Regions from separate parts of the Gossypium hirsutum genome. Here region 1 is linked to region 2. The links are chromatin contacts, called in public Hi-C maps. All regions are on one chromosome and are shown on one strand. Each heading gives the region's core, a stretch centred on a gene start, on an enhancer-like site or on the middle of the called end of the contact. The rest is flanking DNA. Distances are from core to core; before and after follow the strand shown. Region 1 holds the start of LOC107950138 (abscisic acid 8'-hydroxylase 2). Region 2 has its middle 45 kb from the start of LOC107950138.

What was found. Hi-C and Micro-C count contacts between places; a contact is called where the count stands out from the background.
Region 1: a Hi-C map of fibers shows a contact between it and region 2, with 4 times the contacts expected there. The contact joins the promoter of LOC107950138 here to the enhancer-like site in region 2. A contact is called at or near these places in 20 of 34 Hi-C or Micro-C datasets (anther, callus, cotyledon and 5 more).

The regions. Positions count from the first base shown.
Region 1 is chrD03:46,680,245-46,684,517 of Gossypium_hirsutum_v2.1, reverse strand. LOC107950138 (abscisic acid 8'-hydroxylase 2) reads right to left here and starts at 2,117. Exons shown (of 8, transcript XM_016884921.2): 1 at 1,670-2,117; 2 at 1,254-1,572; 3 at 1,010-1,159; 4 at 666-920; 5 at 488-577; 6 at 219-404. The coding sequence starts at 1,956.
Region 2 is chrD03:46,635,388-46,639,303 of Gossypium_hirsutum_v2.1, reverse strand. No RefSeq gene overlaps it. Among protein-coding and RNA genes, the nearest start is that of LOC107950138, 45 kb to the left of the region's middle. Within about 2 kb of position 2,548, at least 5 of the 9 cell types and tissues checked have an H3K27ac peak or open chromatin away from gene starts, as enhancers often do. A contact at or near this core is called in cotyledon and fibers, where this site is marked.

The sequences.
Region 1 (4,273 bases), core at 868-3,367, 46 kb before region 2:
GTGCCTGACCCACCACTTGGTCGGGGACTCCATTTATACTATTAAATAATGCCAATGGTACCAAAACAAAACATATATATGATTCACATATTCCCAATGACAAAAAGAAATGAAGTAAATCTGCTTAGATGTGTAAAATGGGGTCGAATCTAATCTAAAACAATAAAAGATTTAGCTTATTCCATGTCCTATAATTCGAATCGATTACAAAGCCTCACCTCGAATCTCGAAGGGTCAAATTTCTCGGGTTTAGGGAAGAAATCCGCGCAATGATGAATGGTTCTAAAGAGAGGAAGAACCTTCCAACCTTTGGGGATGTAATAGCCTTCAAACTCAACATCTTCCACTGCTTCCCTGAAGGTGAATGACAGAATACTTGCTGTTCTTAGTGTCTCTTGAATCACCTGCAACACACTTCAATTAATATGCTTATATGCCACTGTGATTACCAACATATGAAGAATAAAGTTGGTATGATTTAATGTACCCTGGTAGTCAATGGCATGTGCCTTGTATCATCCCACATAAGCCTGCGATTTGCTTCGATTATTTCTCGTCGAACACCTTCTTGTTCTCTCTGCAAACATATGATTTATAAATGAGACTGAAAAAGATTTGATTGATTTTCATTCAAAGATGATGATCATCAAAAATAGTTTACTTACAGTGACAGCTTCTAGTAAATTTCCATTGTCATGCAAGTATTTTAACAGCCATGTTAGGACACTTGCAGTGGTATCATGAGCAGCAAAGATTACACCAATTACATTATCTGCAATCTGGGAATCACTGAGTTGATCAACCTTTTGGTTTTTGTCACCCAATAGAACACCCAGCAACCCTCCTCCACCACCTTGTTTCTCATTTTCTCTTCTTTCTTTTATCAATCTTCTCAGGGTCTCATTCAACAGCTTCCTAGCCTTTTCAAAAGTGAAACAATATGAACCCATTATTCACTCAAACAAAAGGGTCTAAGTGTGTCTATATATGTATGTGTATATGTATGTACCTTCATTGCTTTATTGAAAGGAGTTCCTGGAAGATCTAAAGGCATGGAATTGTAACCCTTTTCCAGGCATTGATAGAGCTGCTTGATTCCGTTGATTTCCTTGTCTTGTTTATGGCCAAAGGCAGAAATCATTGCCACATCAAAAGCATACTAAAAACAAAACACAAATGAAAGAAACCTTGTTTAAGGTTATTGATGTGTGTGCAGTAAAGGGTAAAAATGGTTAACAAAAACTGACACATACTCTCTTCATTTCTTGCAAGGTGTTAAGAGTGGTGTTGTCCCAAGCTGGTAGGAATTTAAGAACAATCTGCTCAATCTCAGAAACTGAACCTCGAATTGCAGAGGGTAAAAAAGAGGCCTGGACCAGCTTCTTCAGCCTTGAATGGTAAGGACCTTGATGGAAGAATATGGCCTCAGGCCCTATCATCTTCTCCTTGCTTGGTGGATAAGTTGGTTTGAAAAGATGAGCCTTTGTGACCAAGACAATCTTAGCTGCATCAGGGCTTGAAATCATCACACAGGGGCATCCTAATATGTGGCTTTTGAATATATCTCCATACCTAAACAATCAAAAAAAAAAAAGCAACAACCTAAATTTAGTTACAATTTGTAATATTACATCATTAGCTTTGACCTTTTTAGGTACAACTTGTACACCTTTTTCGGCGGTTGGCAAAGAAAGAATTGGGATTCTCTTTGTAAAGCTTGAGAGTTTCACCAATATAAGGCCAACCCATGGAACCAGGTGGCAGGGGTTTGTCCTTGGGGTGCCGCCATTGATGAACTGACAACAACAGCAGCAGCATCACCACCACCAAAACCACCATCAAATAAAACAAAACAATTGGTGTAATGAGAAAGGGAAGGTGACAACCATAGAAAGCTGTGAAAGTTGGTAGAAAAGTGTGGGGTGGTAGTGGCAATGAGGAGAAAAGGAGTTGCATGGTGACAATTCAAGTACTGTAAGGAGGATTCAAAGAGAGAAATGGGGAACAGAGGGGTAAATTACTTTGAAGAATGGGATGAATGGAGGGATATATATAGCATTGAAAGGGGAAGGGGTGGGGGGGCTTGATTGATGACAGGCGTCACCATGTTTTTGGGAACACCTTGCTTGAAGGTCTTTCATTTTTATTTTGGTTCTTTATTTTTTTTTCCTAGGTAGATCTTTCCTACCTTATACTGTATTTTCCTGGTCATTAATCATCTGGCCCTCCACTTCTGTTTATTCTTTGAGTTTCTATTATTTTTTTTAGTTAGGTTAAATTTGTTACTATGAATTTATAATTTTTTTATGTGGACGAGAAAGGGAAAGGTTTTTTTTTTTTACAATATTAGAGGTAGAGATTAAAATTATATAGATTGAATTCGTGTTACCCATTTAATAAAAACTTTAATTATTACTCTATACAAATCAAAACAACAAAAAATAGATGTTTTATTTTGAGATTCAGGGTAAAGTATAGATTTAGTCAATTAGCGTGTTTCTATTTTGGCTACCAACCATAAAAATTTTCAATTTAGTTATTAAATTTTAAATAAAAACATTTTAGATTATTTTTATTTTGGTCATTTATATTTTAGATCGTTTATATTTTGGTCACTCTTTGTTAAATGGTTAACCAAAGTAATATATGGCATTTTTCTAACTAGTATAATAATTCATTTAGTCCTCAATACTTATACATTCTATCAATTTTATCTTAATTTTAAATAATTCAATAAATTTAACCATCTACATTTACAAATTCTATCAATTTGATTCTCAAATGCATATAATTAAATATAATTATTATATTTAAACAGATATAATTAAATCTTGATAAACTTATATGTAAAATTGTGATTTTGATAAACCAAAAACTCGGAACTCCCAAAACTCAGTAAATTTATGATTTTTTTTTTATAAACTTCATTAATGATTATACTAATAGCATTCTCAATAGAGGAACCCAAATTTCTCTATGAAATCTAACAAATAATTAACAGCTAAAAATAAAAACGAAAAAGTTTCCTACAAGCCTTTTTCAACTTAAAAATCATGTAATAATCTACACCCATCTTTATGCATAAAATTTATTGTAAAATTTATCTTCCTCTGAGGAGAGAGGAAGCGTTGCAAACAAATAAATAGGATGTGAAGATTGGACTATATTCGATAACACTAAGCACAACGACAACGATAGGTGGTGGTTGATAAGGTGGAGAAAAGAAGATGTGACTAACGATAAGGCTAAACAAAGAAATAAGTTAAGAGAATTTTAAAAAGAGCTTTGAGAGTTAAAAATTTCGAAGTGTCAAAAGTTCTTTCACTAGTTGTGGAAAGCTCATATTTATAGCGTTTCAAGAATAGGAGTTACAAAGCTAGCGATTCATGATAATAATAACTGGTATTTTTCAGTTACAAAGGCATTAATGGTTCTTTTTTTTTTGTTATAAAAGGATTTTGTTAGTGATGCTGATGATAAGTAGTGAACAAGAGTTCAATATGTTTTTGGAACAAAAGAGAAGCACTCAACGTTATAAGAAAAGGTTAAGAGGAAAACTCTTAACTACTTCCATATCTGATCCACCAAGCCAAGCTCTCCGGAACATCCCAAGAGTATTACTTCCACTTCTACTTTGGTGAAGCAGTACCATGTGAAATATTTTTCATGGAACATCTTTTGAAACGCAAAATAATAGTTGTTTCTTGAATTAGAGTTATTTCTGAATAATGATTATTTTGACTTGTTCCAAGCATGAATTATTCTTAACATAGTTGTTTTCAATGTAGAGGTTGTTCCAAACAAGGGTTGTTATGCGATGATTTCTTTCTTGGTAAAGCTTGTTCTGAATAATGACTCTTCCAGAAAAACACAATTGTTCTAAATACAAGCTGTTCCAAACAATGGTTGTTCTAAACATGGTTATTCTTGAAATGTCATTATTCTAAACAAGAGTTGTTCTCAACAGAAGCTGTTCTCAAGTAACAACTACACTGGATGAAAGTTGTTCTAACTAAAGCCCTGTTCTGGACATAACTATTCTTGAACAACAATTGTTCTAAACAAAAATTATTCTAAACAAGAGTTGTTGCTCCGAAAGAAATATTAAGTGAAATGACGATATAGTTGCTCCACGCTTGGTAGCATAATTTCTTGAAATATAATATTATTTATCTCGAGGAAGAGATAAAATGTTAGTAGCCAAAATTGAATATCTACAAACTATTTAACCATATTCGTCTTTTCACTTTGGTATCTAATTTTTTTCCACTTT
Region 2 (3,916 bases), core at 1,299-3,798:
ACTTTAAATGATTTTATTGTCTTAAAAGTTTGAATTAGGTCATTGCCTTTTTATCCATTTATTAACATCAACGAAACCACAAACCCTTTATTATTTGATCTAATGAATAATTTAGCATTTAAATTTGTGTATTTTTTTAGATTATATACATTTTTTATGTTACATAGTCCTGGGACCAAATTGAAAAAAATTATTAAATTCCGGGACTAATGTTAACCAAAAATATATATGGACCAAATTAAGAAAGATTAAATAATACTTTATCCTTTATTAGTCGAAGAGATCAATAGTGCAACATTTTACATATTTTTTTTTGTTTAGATGGATAAACATAATCTTATATTAAAAATATTAAAAATTATTTTATAACTTAAAATATATTAAAATTTTAATTTATTAATATTCCATGGTTAAATTTAGCTAATTTTGGATAGGTGGAATTGGATTTGTCAAAGCTTTTCCTTAAGTAAACTAAGTTTTTAAGCTAAACCCATTTTTTTACCTATAAGTAAATACTAAATCATTAGCTTTAGTCGTGAAACTGAGTTTTTAAGCCGAACTATTAAGTTAGAAAATCCAACTTTAAACTTCTGCAAAAGACTGTTCAGGTGAAAATGTATAAATATTCTAATAAATTTATTTAAATGCTTAAAAATTATTTAAAATTTATATTTCATATTTTATAGCGTTAACAATGAGATACTATAGTTTTTTTAAAAAAAATATATTTTAATCTAAATTAAATAGTTGTTTATATCAAAATAATATTTGTATTCCTGAGATTATACTTTTAATTTTAATATTAAAGAATAAAAAATAATGAATGAAGACACGTGAAAAGAATGATACTTTGGATCTAATTAGCAAACTCCAATATGGACAATCTCTATCAACTCTCTCCATCACTTGAATCCAGCAAGCTTGATCAATACCACAACTCTTCAACTCAACCTCTCAATTAAGTAAAAAGAAATTGTATTTTATTCACTTGAGTACTTCATGCTTTACAATGGCAATACGTATGTCTATTTACAGCCTCAAAACTGAAACTCCTAAGTTGAATACTCTACCTCTAAATTAAATTGATTTACTCACTATTTATCACCTAAGTAAATAATTTACAATAATTATCCTTTCTAATGGGCGGCATGAATCTTCCAATTTTAGTGTCTAGGTGCAGCCTTTCAATTGCACATTTATTCTTAAACAAATTAAAGAGAATTTAAACTAAAGCTTATCATTACCCGGCCTTATCTCATAGCTGATTATGCTAGTGAAAAAGGAACCATGTTCTTGTTGTTGAAATTACATAAAATCATAGGACAACTCAAACACTCCATGAACACTTAATCGACCTTGATGAGTAATGAACTTTACTTACAAAGGTTCAAGTTGATCCACTTAATTTCATCTTTGAAGTCTAAAGCCTCCAAGTCCAACTTCTCCAATTCTTGAAACTGCCCATTAATAAATGATTGAATAAAGCCTTGGATTTTAGTTTGATCTTGACTGACGTGATTCAATCTTTAAGTTCAAAAAATTAATCGATTTGCTATGATTTTTTTAATGGGATCCAAGCATTTCTAGGTTGAGATGTTTTTATAGAGTTCAAAGATCTATCTTTTAGTTTCGAAATACACTTTAAATCATTTGATTTCTAAATACACTTTAAATCATTTGATTTCAAGTCCGAAAGCTCAAGTTATGACTGGTTTAGTGAATATTGTTTGAGCAGAATTTTTGATCGGATTATTAAGAGAAATTACGAGTTTCGGGTTTTAGTTCAAGTTTAAATCATGTTGGATTCGATTCTAAGGCTTAATTTTAATTATATATGAGCCAAATATTTTATCTATTAAGTTTTATGTTTTTATTATTTATTTATTTTGAATTTTAGAATATTTTTAAATAGGAGCTTTATTTTTCTTAGTCAACAAGAAAGATCATCTCTATCTTTCTCTCCCATTCAAAGTATGCCTCAAGATCCTTCTAACCTTGGAAGGAAGGGATCTTCATTTTTATGGAATTGATGTTATCGTCCTTATTTTCTTGTTATGAAGAGCCATAATCTTCCATCGCAGGTACATACTAGACATTGCTCAAGTAAGTTGTTTCGATTTGAGGCTATTTGGTGTCTTGATCCGTCTTTTGAGGAGATAAAAAATCATTGGGCTGCCTCAAATACTAACATTCCTAAAAAGCTGGTTAAGTTGGGGAAAAATCTTCAATCCTGGGCCCGTATGAAATCTCATGAACACAAGAAAAACAAGGAGTTGGAAAGCTGCCTACTTGAACTTTATAACTGTGATCCGACGGATGATAATTTGGTTGAGATGATGAATGTTTAGATGGGTTTAAATTGGGAAGTAGACAAAGAGGAAATTTACTGGCAACAACGCATTCAAATTAATTGGCTAAAAAATGGGGATCGAAACACGAGTTTCTTTCACAAGATCGCTGCTAGTTGTCATTCTCGAAACAAAATAGTTGGTTTAGAAGATCAAAATGAAGGTTGGGTGTCTGATAGGGTGGGTATTTCAAAAATTGCAGTAGAGTATTTTGAAAAACTCTATACTGCTTCTGAGGTAGGTGATGATGAGAGGTTGTTTGGGCTGGTAGAGAAGCGCGTGACCCCTAGTATGAATGAGGAATTACTTAAATCTTTCTCAGATATGGAAATTGAAAATGTTGTGTGAATGATGGTGCCTCTCAAAGCACCAGAGACTGACGGTTTTCCAGAACTCTTCTTTCATAGGTACTGGCACATCATTAGCCCTTAGGTTTTTATTTATTGTTTTTCTATCTTAAATGGTGAAACTAAAATGGAAACAGTCAATAGAACCCATATAGTCTTAATTCCAAAAGTCAAAAAAACAAAAAGCATTACACATTTTTGCCCCATTAGTTTATGCAACGTCATTTATAAGATAATTACGAAAGTACTTGTTGAGCGTATGAGTAAGATTCTGGAGTGTTGCATTGACAGGCTCAAGGGGGCTTCATACCGGGCAAACACATATATGATAATGTAATTATTGCTTATGAAGTGCTTCATGCGCTCAAAATAAAGAAAAAGGGTAAAAATGGGAATTTTGCGCCTAAGCTCAATATAAGCAAAACGTACGATTGTGTGGAATGAGATTTTTTTACTGGAATGATGGCTAGATTGGGGTTTCACGTTGAATGGATCATTCTTATTATGAGATGCGTCTATTCGATCTGCTATACAGTGGGTATTAATGAAAAACTTAGTGATCGGTTTCTGCCATCAAAAGGACTACGGTAGGGGATCCATTAAGTCCTTACCTGTTTCTTACCTGTGCAAAGGGGTTCTCGACACTACTGAATGAGGCCAAGTCATCAAGGTTGATGAGGGAGGCCTAAATTGGCAGTGGAAGTTTTGCAGTTAATCATCTGCTTTTTGCAGATGAATGCATCTTTTTCTGTGATGCTTCAAGAGAGGGTACAAATGATGTCCGTAATATTATTGAGTACAAATCAATTTCGGGCCAATAAGTGAATTTAGAAAACTCTTTGGTTTATTTTGGGGCAAATGTGGACTTGAATGTCAGAGATTGGGTGACCAACACTTTGGGTGTTCGTGTGGCAATAAACCCAGAAAACTATTTAAGGCTTCCAATGATGGTTGGTAGGAGGAAAAGATAGGCTTTTACTAATTATATTGATCGATTAAGGAAAATGTTCGAGGGGTGGAGTATCCATTATCTCTCTATGGGTGGTAAATAGGTTTTTCTTAAATCTATTCTACAGGCAATCCCAGTCTATGCAATGTAGTGTTTTGCTTTGCCAAAACTTTTATGCCGAAATTTGGAGAGCATTTTAAATAAGTTTTGGTGGTCAAATGCTAAATTTGCTAGGGTGGTTCATTGAAGCACTTAGAGTTCATTATGTAAGC